2 separate regions of the Mus musculus genome follow, and region 2 is linked to region 1. The links are chromatin contacts, called in public Hi-C maps. All regions are on one chromosome and are shown on one strand. The core of a region is the stretch at or near the end of the contact, and the rest is flanking DNA. Distances in the headings are between cores, read along the strand shown.

What was found. A called contact is a pair of places that touch in the nucleus more often than the background predicts.
Region 2: a contact with region 1 is called in a Hi-C map of B cells, with 6 read pairs. The contact joins the enhancer-like site here to the promoter of Cars2 in region 1. A contact is called at or near these places in 3 of 484 Hi-C or Micro-C datasets (B cells, CD4 T cells and regulatory T cells).

The regions. Positions count from the first base shown.
Region 1 is chr8:11,547,576-11,553,211 of GRCm38.p6, forward strand. It overlaps Cars2 (cysteinyl-tRNA synthetase 2 (mitochondrial)(putative)), which reads right to left and starts at 3,196. Exons shown (of 15, transcript NM_001359137.1): 1 at 2,924-3,196; 2 at 2,683-2,733; 3 at 152-269. The coding sequence starts at 3,102.
Region 2 is chr8:14,989,284-14,994,919 of GRCm38.p6, forward strand. Arhgef10 (Rho guanine nucleotide exchange factor (GEF) 10) reads left to right here. Exons shown (of 29, transcript NM_172751.3): 27 at 1,777-1,951. Gm35149 (a long non-coding RNA gene) reads right to left here. Exons shown (of 2, transcript XR_001778521.2): 2 at 4,851-5,446. Among named protein-coding and RNA genes, the nearest start is that of Gm35149, 4.5 kb to the right of the region's middle. Within about 2 kb of position 3,023, at least 273 of the 459 cell types and tissues checked have an H3K27ac peak or open chromatin away from gene starts, as enhancers often do. A contact at or near this core is called in B cells and regulatory T cells, where this site is marked.

The sequences.
Region 1 (5,636 bases), core at 1,946-4,445:
CCATCTCGGTCTGGTTTTTTTTTTTTTTTTTGGAGAAGAGTCTTCGGGACACATAAAGGGTCACAAGTACTAGGAATACATGAAAGTAGCCTCGGCAGGGAACGGCCGCTCAGCCACCGGCTTGCCGGTCAATGTGAGGGAGGCTGCTTACCTCGTTAGCTCTCTTGATTATTTTGTCATCCACGTCGGTAATGCTCATCGCCATGACCACATTGCATCCAAACACTCTGGTCAGGATCCTCCGGATAATGTCAAATCTAACATAGGAGCTGAAAGAAAAACACTGCCAGGCTGTCTTCAACACACAGAATCAACGGCGTTAATTTACTTATTCTATTTTCTGGCTTCTCGACACAGAGTTTCTCTGTATCTGTGCAGCCCTGGCTGTCCTGGAACTCACTCTGTAGACGAAGCTGGCCTCGAACTCAGAGATCCACCTGCCTCTGCCTCCCAAGTGCTGAGATTAAAGGTGTGCGCCACCACTACCTGACCAGTATTTTATTTTTAACCTAGTTTTTTTGTTGTTGTTTTTTGGTTTTCCATACAGGGTTTCCCTGTATAGCCCTGGCTGTCCTGGAACCAGGCTGGCCTCAAACTCAGAGAGACCTGTCTGCCTCTGCCTCTCAACTACTGGGATTAAAGGTGTGCGCCACCATTGCCCAGCTGTTAAAAATTATGTTATTTTTGATTATCTTGTTTTATTTCATGTGCATGTATTTTGCCTGTGTGTATGTATGTGCACCATGTGTGCATCTGACGGTTGTGAGCCATCATGTGGGTGATGGGAGGAACTTAGTTCATCTATAAACAAGTACTCTGAGCATTACATCATCTCTCCAGGACACAATGTTTACTACTGCTACTATAGTGTCTGTGGTATGAATGCTCTGTGTGTGTGTGTGTGTGTGTGTGTGTGTGTGTGTGTGTGTGTATGTGTGCCTCTCACACACACAGGAGAGGCAGATGTGCAGAATGTATGTTGAGGTCAGAGGACAGTTTTCGGGGCTTGGTTCTCTCCTTTCACCAAGTGAATCTTGGGGATCAACCTCAGGTCATCAGGTTCTTACAAGAGGTGCCTTTACCCAGGGAGCCATCTTGTGGGCCCCATCAGCTTTATTCTTGAAAAGAAATGGGTTACAGTATAACACGCTACTATGTAACTTCCAAACAGTGTTCTACAGTTGATGCTTGGTTCATAGGGAACTAAGCCAAGTACTTTCTTACAAACTGGGTCCCACCTGGAGGCCCAGAAGGGCCTTGTGAGACGCAACAAAAGCAATCACATCAGTTTGGGACACTGTATTGCCTTTTTTAAGATTAAAGCTGTTGGATGAGTTTGCATGTATTTAAGTGTGTAAAAAATCCTGATACAAAACTCAATGTCAAGACTGTTTTGTTCTTGTTGCTTTAGGTCAGGGTTTCTCTGTGTAGTCCTAGCTGTCCTGGAGCTTGCTCTGTAGACCAGGCTGGCCTTGAGCTCACAGAGATCTACCTGCCTTTGCCTCCAGAGCTCTGGCATTAAAGGTGTGCGCCACCACTGCCAAGCAACAAGAGCTTTTTACCACTCTTGTTCTCTCGGATTGTCCCCACTACCCCAGTGCTGGAGGCAGAGACAGGTGGACCCTGGGGACGAGCTTCCCGGCCAGCGTGGCCTGTTTGTGGACTTCCAAGGCAGTGAGAGATTCTGTCTCAAAACAGACAGAAGGTAGCACTTGAGGATGACATCTGAGGATGTCCTCTGGCCTCCACACTTGCGTTTCATTTAGGTCTAAAAATACCCAATTAAGGATGCTGGCGAGATGGCTCAGTGGTTAAAAGCACTGACTGCTCTTCCTAAGGTCCTGAGTTCAAATCCCAGCAACCACATGGTAGCTCACAACCATCCGTAATGAAATCTGATGCCCTCTTCTGGAGTATCTGAGGACAGCTACAGTGTACTTACATATAATAAATAAATAAATCTTTTTAAAAATACCCAATTAAAACTGTGCAAGAGTCAGGCAGTAGGCGTATACCTTTTATCTCAGCATTCCAACAAAGACAGGGACATCTCTGAGTTTGAGACCAGCCTGGTCTATAAAGTGAGTTTCAGGACAGCCAAGACTACACAGAGAAACTCAGTCTCAAAAACAACAAACAAACAAAAAAGTGCAAGACAACAACTAAAATATCAAGAGATGGGAAATGTCAACAAATACTGCTCCAATGCTCCCTGGAGTCTAGCAAGACAGTATTCGGTCAGTGGGTCAGTGGTGGAGCACTTAGAACACTTGGGGGCGCTGTGCTAAGCGGCACTTCATAGACATTTCCAGAAACTGCCATGAAGATGTCATGTTGTCATTTCTGTCTTCACTCAAAATAAGAACCATGATTCCAGCAAGAATGTGATCCGTCCAAGACCAGGCAATGATCCCCCACTGTTGGATTCGGGTCTCTGGACCAACCTTAGAAACATCTAATTCGCAAACGGGTCACTCTCTATTCCTTCACAGTAACTCCAATGGGTATGCAACTCCAAACAGCTATGAAGACCAAAGAGACCAACATTCCGGTGTCTCACAATTCCCAGAATGCAATCATCACTCAGTTCACTTAACAGATTATAAAACAAGCTAACAGTTTACTCTTTGCACAATAAATAACCCTCTGACTTTGTCAAAGGTTCAAATCTAGGAAACTCACCAAGCATGGCCAAGATGTGCATGGTCGTACACAGTCGGTCCACAGCTATACCTGGGAACATATTAAGATCCACCATGTGAGATATGTAAAAGGAGCCCTAAGTCTTCCTTAACAACCTTCACTGAACACGCGCGGTGTTTAAGTGACGCTCGGGAGACCACGTCAGGCTTTCAGAATTGACTTGCCCCTGCGCACCTTCCCGCCCCGCCTCGCTCCGCCCTGCCTCTCCCGGCGCACGCACCAGGAGACTGCGTCCGAGCGGGCCACTATCAGCGGCTCCTTCCTGCCAGTGAGGCTGTTATGCACCTGCACGCCGGTGTCCTGGCCTTGCGGCCGTTGCCATGACCGCCCGCGCCGCCCGAGACCCAGCGCGGCCCGGAGCAGCAGAGCGCCGGGCCCAGGCCCGCGCGCCCGCAGCATATTGGGGACAGATCCAGCGAACAGGCGGAAGGCAAGATCCTGCAGGCCAGGCCCAGCCGGGCGAACCAGAAGCCACGCCCGTTCCTCATGGGGCTCCGCCCACTCCCGGAAGAGGCTACACTCTGCCTGAAGTCTGGCAATATTTAGGCATTTGGGCACGGTGGCAGCGGAAGAGAGGCGGGAACTTCGAACCCTTCCCCATTTTAGCGCAGATCTCCTCGCCTTTCCTTATGGGTAACTTGGGCTCGGTGTACATCATTGTGTCTGCTGCTGGGACCCGGTGTGCCCCGCAATATGTACCCAATCTCAGCACACCACTCCAACACACTATACACCATCCCGCGGTCATCATGTCCTCATTTAAACACCTCAATATGTGCGCCTTAACACACCCTGTACCCCATCATACGTACAGCATATCTGCAAGTATGTACCTTGCCACAATCAGTACGTGTAGATCAATACTACATACCAAACTGCTGTCTGCAACCCTGTACATGCAGTATTTGTGTACTTCTTACTGTTCTATGGGCTTAGAATGAAAGAACCACACCAGGAAATGATCCTTTCCTCAAGAACCTGTAACTGGAAATGCCTGTTGGAGAAACGACTGCCCTTCCAGAGGACCCGGGTTTGAGTCCTAGCATCCACACGGCTACTCAAAAGTTTGTAATTCTTGTTCCAAGAGGGGCCAAGGCTTCTTCTGGACTCATCAGACACTACATGCATGTGGTCCGCAGACAGACATCCAGGCAAAAATACCGTTACACATAAGAATAAATCATTTAAAACTTTTTAGAGTCAAAATAGTGGCATCCATCGATAATCAAAGATTTTGGGAGAGAGATACAGGAGCAGCAATGAGTTCAAGACCTGCCTCAGCTGCAAGAGACCCTGCCTTAAAAACAAATGAAAACGAGAGCAGAAGTCTATCGTTCATCTCTTGAGGACTGTTTGGAGTTACATTCAAATTACCCCCACAAATGCACCCCTACTGGTGGCTTACAAAAGTAAAGAGTCCTTTGCTTGTCCAGTCAAGTCTGTCTGATACTAAGCATGCTCAGGTCTTTCAGTATTTTTGGTCTTCCCCACCCTTTTTTTTTTTTTTTTTTTTTTGGTTTTTGGAGACAGGGTTTCTCTGTGTAGCCCTGGCTGTCCTGGAACTCACTTTGTAGACCAGGCTGGCCTCGAACTCAGAAATCCACCTGCCTCTGCCTCCCGAGTGCTGGGATTAAAGGCATGCGCCACCACGCCCGGCCTCCCCCCTTTCTTTGATGCTCTCTTGAAAGGCAAATGATTAGGCAGACATGTTGTTCCCTACTTTTTTCCTGAAAGTTCTGTCCTCTAACTGCTTGCCCGAAGCTAGACTTCCAGGTAATACAGACTGTGTTCTATGCACTATGGTAGTCAAATTCGTGGTCTCCAAATGTCCCAAGTTCTCCAGGAATATCATTCTTCCTCACAGTTACCTGCCATCGTGGCAGTTTGTCATTGTAAATGTGTGTGCACTTATTTGTCTCACTTCTATGGCAATGTGAACTTCTCTTTCTGTACCCTGCACCCCAGTTGCTGAGCAACGGTTTCACTCAGTAGCCCAGGCTGACTCTAGCCTACCTGGCTTTAAGCCCCTCCTGCCTCAGTCTCCCCCAGTTTGGGGACTACAAGTGTGAGCTTGTCCCTCTCCTTCAGTTCGGAACTGTAAATTGAACTCCTTGCTGTATCCCGCAAATTCAGCAAGGAGCTTGGCCTGAGAAAGTACCCCCAAAACTTCCTATGCAGGCAGTGAGATCCCTGATAGAGAAAGCGTTGCCTCTGATATGAGGTGTGCCTGTTTAAAACCCAGAACCCGCAGGCCAGAATGCCGAAGCCGGGGAAGAGCCGGGGCCGGCAGTTTAGAAAAACAGCTCTAGGAAGTCTGGGAGCCAAACCTTCCATGATTTTGAATGGCTGGCATGTTTGGCTTGGCCACAGGAGATCATGATTTCAAAACCAACAATGGTGTTTTCTGTCTGCTGCAAAGCCGACTCTCATGTGTTCCACCTCAACTGGCAAAAAGTCTGCTCCTTGTTAAGCCTTCGGAGAGTCCTTCAGACGTTTGTGGGATGTGTGTGATGGCTCCCACCTGTGATCCTAGAACCTGAAGGGAGGCTCAAGCTAAAACTCTTCAGGGGTTTGAGACCAGGCTGGGACTCCATGGGAGTTCTGGTCCAGCCTAAAGAATAGTATTAACCTATCTTTAAAAAAAAAAAAAAATTGTAGGGACTGAAGAGATGGCTCAGGAGTTAAGAGGACTGGCTGCCCTTCCATAGTATTCTGGTTTGATTCCCAGCATCCACAGCTCTCAACTGCCTGTAACTCCAGTTCCAGATCTGATGCTGCCTTCTGGCTTCTACAGACACTGCGTGCACACACTACACAGACACACATGCAGACAAAACACCCATACACAGATTATAAAATATCTTAATAAAAAAAAAAACAGAAAATGAGCTGGTGAGGTTGCTCAGTGAATAAGAGCACCGACTGCTCTTCCA
Region 2 (5,636 bases), core at 1,773-4,272, 3.4 Mb after region 1:
TGCTTCTTTGTGACCTGAGTTCAATCGCAGTGATCTACCCAATGTGCTAAGGCCAGAGTTACGCAGGAAGCAGAGGTGTCTGTCGATCCAGACTTCCTCCTCCAGTGATGCCTGACTGTGCAGGGTGTGTGTGGGTGGACGGGTGTGCATCTCAGAACCCTGAAGACCATGCCAGCACCGAGACTAGTGGGCAGCAGCCTTCTTCAGCATCCCAGGAAGTGTCCCTGTACCCAGCCTGAGCTCCAGAGTGAAGCAGACAGCCCCTGTGGGGGTGGCAGTGCCGGCCACAGAGTCCATTCTCCGTGCGAAGGCATCTAGGAAGACTGTCCCCAGGGCCGTCCAGTGAACATCAGACAGACCGTGCACAACATGAACCCACAGAGAGGAGTCTGGGGGCCAGGCCAGTGCTAGCGTCTCAGGGCACATAGAGGAAGCTGTGTGTTGGCATGGCAACAGCGTAAGTGAACACACAAAGAGGACTCAGGGGCCCGCCTCCTCCTCTGCCCACACAGAGTTGACTGTTATTACCTGAGATGCTGGGGTTGGGCTGAGTGGGTGTTGTCGGGTTGGACGGAGGAGAATTTGCTAAGCTATAGTCTTGAATACAGAATCCCTAAGGAATCTGGGACAACACTGGCAGATTAAAAAAATCAAACAAAACATCAACAACAACAAGAAAACCTAAAATTCAGCAAGGTCGGAGGTTACAAGATCAATATCCAAAAATCAATCTAGTTTGTGTGTGCCAGCATCAAGCAGCCTGAAAAACAGGCCGAGGAGACAAGGTTGGGAGACATCCCCATACAGCTCCTAACCTGGGTTCTGCCACCACAGACAAGCAAAGCCACTCCTACCCTGGAATCTTCCATTGAAATGAGATACAGTTAATGCAGGCTGTAGCTTAGCTCAGCCCAGCTCTTCTGGGAGCATCTGTGTGGGTGTGGGTTACTGCAACCTTGGCAAGCCTGTTGCCTCTGCGATTGATGGGTCATGTGCTGCGCACCCTTGTTCTCTTAGGACACAGAGCTATGTCTGTCCCCGTCTCTCCCCTCACCCCCACCCCTGAGCATTTTAAGTTGTTGAGATTTAGAGAGGCAAGATTGATGCTGACTGTGAATTACTTGACTTTCTGTGGTGCTGTTACGCCGCACCTTGGCTTGGCTTTGGCCTCTACACCCCCTCTGGTCTCAAGATGACCGTATAGCTGAGGTGTGCCAGCAAGGCCTTGTGCGGTAACGATGCCGTGAGGGTGCCCATTGGGGAATGAGTGCCCTGTGGGCAGGGCTGCTTGCTTCAGGCAGGGCTCAAGGGAAGCAACCCTAGGACTGTTACGTCTGAGGGAGAGCGGCAGGCTTTATCTGGATTGGAGAGAAGGACCTCCTCCCAGGTACCCACGGCTGTGCTGCTCAGTGGGCTGGGTCTCCTTAGGGATCTAAGCCAGCAGCCATTCGCCCTGTAGCCCCTTTCATGTTGTGTTGAGTTTGTTCTCTCAGCTTGTGAAGGTACCATGATAAAAGGCAAGTAGCGTTGGGTTCTGTGAGTGACTTGCCTGCTCGGGGAAGCCTCAAGAGCGTTGTGCCCACGGGTGCTATTCTGTGGCTGTGAACGGAGGCCACTGCTCTGACAGTCACGGGTTTGATCTCTACCCAGACCCCATGATCCCCAGGAGTGACTCAGCCTAGCCCCGCCGTGTGGCATCTTTGCCCTCAGCACTGTTGTAGACTCTGGCTGTACCCCTCGATACCCTGTGTGACCTCATTTCCTCCATTCCCCCAGAATCAGCTGGAGGCCCACCAAGATGAAGGGATGGTCATCTCCCACATGGCTGTGGCTGGCGTTGGCATCTGGATTGCCTTCACCTCGGGGTCCACCCTCCGCCTCTTCCACACAGAGACCTTGAAGCACCTGCAGGATGTCAACATTGATGCCCCTGTGCATAGCATGCTGCCAGGTACTGCCCCCAGGAAGGCAGGGTTCTAATGTCCTTGTCCCTCATACAGCCTGCAACCGGGTCCCTCAGAAGGAAGGGGAAAGGGCAGCAGATGTTCAAGGGACATCAGCTGCTAAGGCACACATAGCCAATGTGGACCATAGCCCCTGGGTGTTCACATGTGCCCTGTGTGTATAGGCGCACAGCTACTGTGTGTAGTACTTGGCATGGCTTCATGTGTGAGCATGTATATGAACATGTAGCCTGTAAAGACAGGTATACATCCTGTCTACAAATATAATGAAGACTGCATTAATGGCCACAGTGGACCACATAGTGGCACCAGAGGCAAGACCGGGAAAAATAAATCGTCCTAAATATATCCATGGCCAATAGGAATCACTGAAAACTTTGAACAGGGAGAGGAGAGAGGCCATGCCAGGGTGGATTTGGGGAGGATGGTCTTGTAGGGAGAGGCTCAAGTGCATCTTGCTGGCCCTTTGTCCACAGGGTTCTGCCTAACAGGCTGCAGGGGGAGCGTGGGAGAAAGATGGGAACAGTGAGCACAGTAATGGGCGGAGTTAGAAAGTAAGTGATGGGCGTGGGGGCGTGGCCACTTGTCAACTCATGTGTTGGATAGCGTTTGCTAAGCCATTCCAGGCGCCTTGGAAAAGCATAACAACAACTCAGGGGTCATGATGCCGACATGAGGAGTGATGGGGAGGCAGAGAGGCAAGACAGGTGCCAACTGATAAGATCTGCTGAGACCTGAGGACACAAGGCATCTAGGGCTGCTGACCAGCATTTCCCTGTGGGATTGGCCGCTGACCGTTTTTTTTTTTTTTTTTTAGATAATTGTAGGCTATTTTATTTCGTTAGGAATATGGAGGGTTTTTTTTTTAAATACATGTTATTTTTAGAAAACAAAAGTGATTCAGCATCAAGGCTGCCCCCCGCCCCCAGCATGCTTCTGTGGATCATCTGGACAGGTGTTTGCTGTTGGCATCTGTCCTCGCCCTTAGACAGAAACCGTGTCAGAGTCACCAGCCGCCAGCACATGCTTGCATCCGGCCAGAGAATGCCCTGCACTCTCTATTGACATGGGAAGGGACAGGAGTTAGATTGTTCTGGGGCCCAGATCCTGACTCTGGTGCCCTGTGGCCTCCAGGGAAGCAGCTGTGGTTGCCATGGTTCCTGGAATCCTGAGAACCAACCACAGGAATGTGTGGGGTCACACAGTGCCTCCATCTGAGGGCAGGGGAAGGGGTGGGTGGGTGAGGGTGGGGGCTGCCTTGTGTTCATCTGCCTGCAGTTTCTGTCAGAGACTGGGAGAAGGAGGCATTGGCCAGTGAGTGAAGTGTGTGTGTGTGTGTGTGTGTGTGTGTGTGTGTGTGTGTGAGTGTGTGTGTGTTTATGAAAATAATCCTCGTACATGATACAGTGCAATGGAACAGCAAGACCATCAGGTGAACAGTGAGGCAGCTGTGAGGCTCTCCATCTTGCCGACCCTCTGTTAACTGGTGTTTCCCATGACCTCGGTGTGTACCTAATTTAAAAAAAATGACCTGTGGGCTGCTCTCCTCTGTCCGGCTTCCGAGCAGATCCACTGGCAATCCTTGCTACTGACTCAGGCCAGCAGGGTGCGTACGAACGTGCGAGGGCACACTTGCCCACTTCCTCTCCCCTGCCTGGTACTGACCCGGTGTGGGTACAGGCTCCTCCCTCCCAGGCAGGCAGCCAGTGCTGACTGGGAAACACTGACTAACCGGCCGGCTCGGGTGTGCAGTGTTCTGTCTGTAGCTGAGGTGCACTGCAGGGCACTCTTGTGTTTCTTTCCGCTCGCCTGTAGCCATGGCTGCCCCTCCTCAGCCTCCTGCTCTGCTTCCAGTTGGCCAAGCATTGACTGTTCCCAACCTTCCCTACAAAGCCTGGCCCTCCTTGGCACCACCAGATTCATGGGACTGTTTTCCATTTTCCAGAGGCCCACCCACCTCACCGATCAAAGGGCATGCCAGAGTCTCTTGAAAGTGTTATGGTTTGAATATAGCACTGCCCCTTGACAGCCTGTGGGTTTAAGGTTAGGGACAGTTGGACCATGAGGGCTCTGGCCTAATCCAACGGTGGCTTCATACTTCAATGGTGTTGAGAGGTAGAGGAAACTAGGAAATGGGGTGTAGTTAGAGGAGGCGTGTTGCTGGAGGAATGCCTTGGACACATGCCCCCCACCCCACTCCTCCACACAGCTCCTAACCTTTCTCAGCTATCATGAGATGAACAGCTTTCCTCCACACACCCTTCTGTCATATGCTGGCTTGCCAGCAGCATAGAAGCCATGGAACTACTGAAAGCATGGGCCGGAGTCATTTGTCCTTTTAAGTTGCTAATGTCAGGTATTTGGTCACAGCCGTGGACGATGGACTGATAGAAGTCATGTTGGACACAGCAGGGGTGGGGGAGACCCTCTGTCACAGATTTTGATCTGCTTCTGTGTAGCTCGTTGTGCTTCTTATTCGTGTGTGGGTGGGACAGACAGGTGTGTCAGACCAGAATGGACTGGGAAGCCTGGGGCTGAAGGGAAGACATTCTGCAGTGTCTTGTGCCAGCTATTAAGTGGCTTCCACTCCACCTTTGGGAGGCCTTATCAGGCTCTCAGCCTCCAGTGTTCTTCCAGTGGTCTTGTGGAGCTATCCCCAGCCTGGCCACTAGGGAAGACTAACCCAGTCGAACTCTGCCTGAACGAGAACCCCCGTTCTGTCTCCCATGTCCAACAGTAGTTCCTAGCATCCCAGAACATGCCTGGTGGGCTGTCTGATCTCTGGCACACACACACACACACACACACACACACACACACACACACACACACACACACACAAACGCTGTGGTTTAGATAGAATAAAGACAGTGTTTCAGAGCAGTGTTCACCGCAGCCTGAGTGTTTGAGCCACTAATGTACTACTGCGCGCAGAAAGTGCCCACGCAGGCGTGTGTGGAAACAGCACAGGCAAGCGTCTTTTCATGTCATTGTAAAAACCCAACTGGGTCCTGCTGATGGAGACACACTGAGCCAAAAAGAACAAAATTTCGAGAAAAAAAAAAGATGCTGTAACCATCAGAACTTAATCAGAGCACTCTCCTCTAAGACCACCCTGTGGACCACATGAATTGGGGTCTCAGAAGGTCGCCTTCCCCTTCCTCGTAGAATTCAGTTCTGAGGCCGTTCGGCACAGGCTCCTAACGTAAACCACCACACTGTGCACTCTCGGCCCAGCAGTAGACCTTAGCCAGGGGCAGGCGTGGGACTCAGCGAGCAAAGAAACAGAAGGTGTGGCTGCAGTGTGGGAAGGCCCCAGGCAGCCCCGGGGTTGCTGCACAGGTGTTTCCTGTCCTGTCCTCTGAACTCAGAGCAAGCAGAGAGGGGTGACAGAGGTGCTGGGCCACACTCAACCTCCTGTGTCCCCGTGGAGCGGATACAGCGTCCAGAAGTGATGCAGTCAAGTCAAAGGGCCAAGTTTCCTATTAAAAAAAAAAAATGAGTGTGAGTCTTCTAAGTGCCACGGCCCTAGTCATCAGGGGGCTGTGAGTTATCTTGTGCTCATGGCTATGTGTGGATGGGGGACTGTGAGTTAGCTTGTGCTCATGGCTATGTGTGGATGGGGGCTGTGAGTTAGCTTGTGCTCATGGCTATGTGTGGATGGGGGCTGTG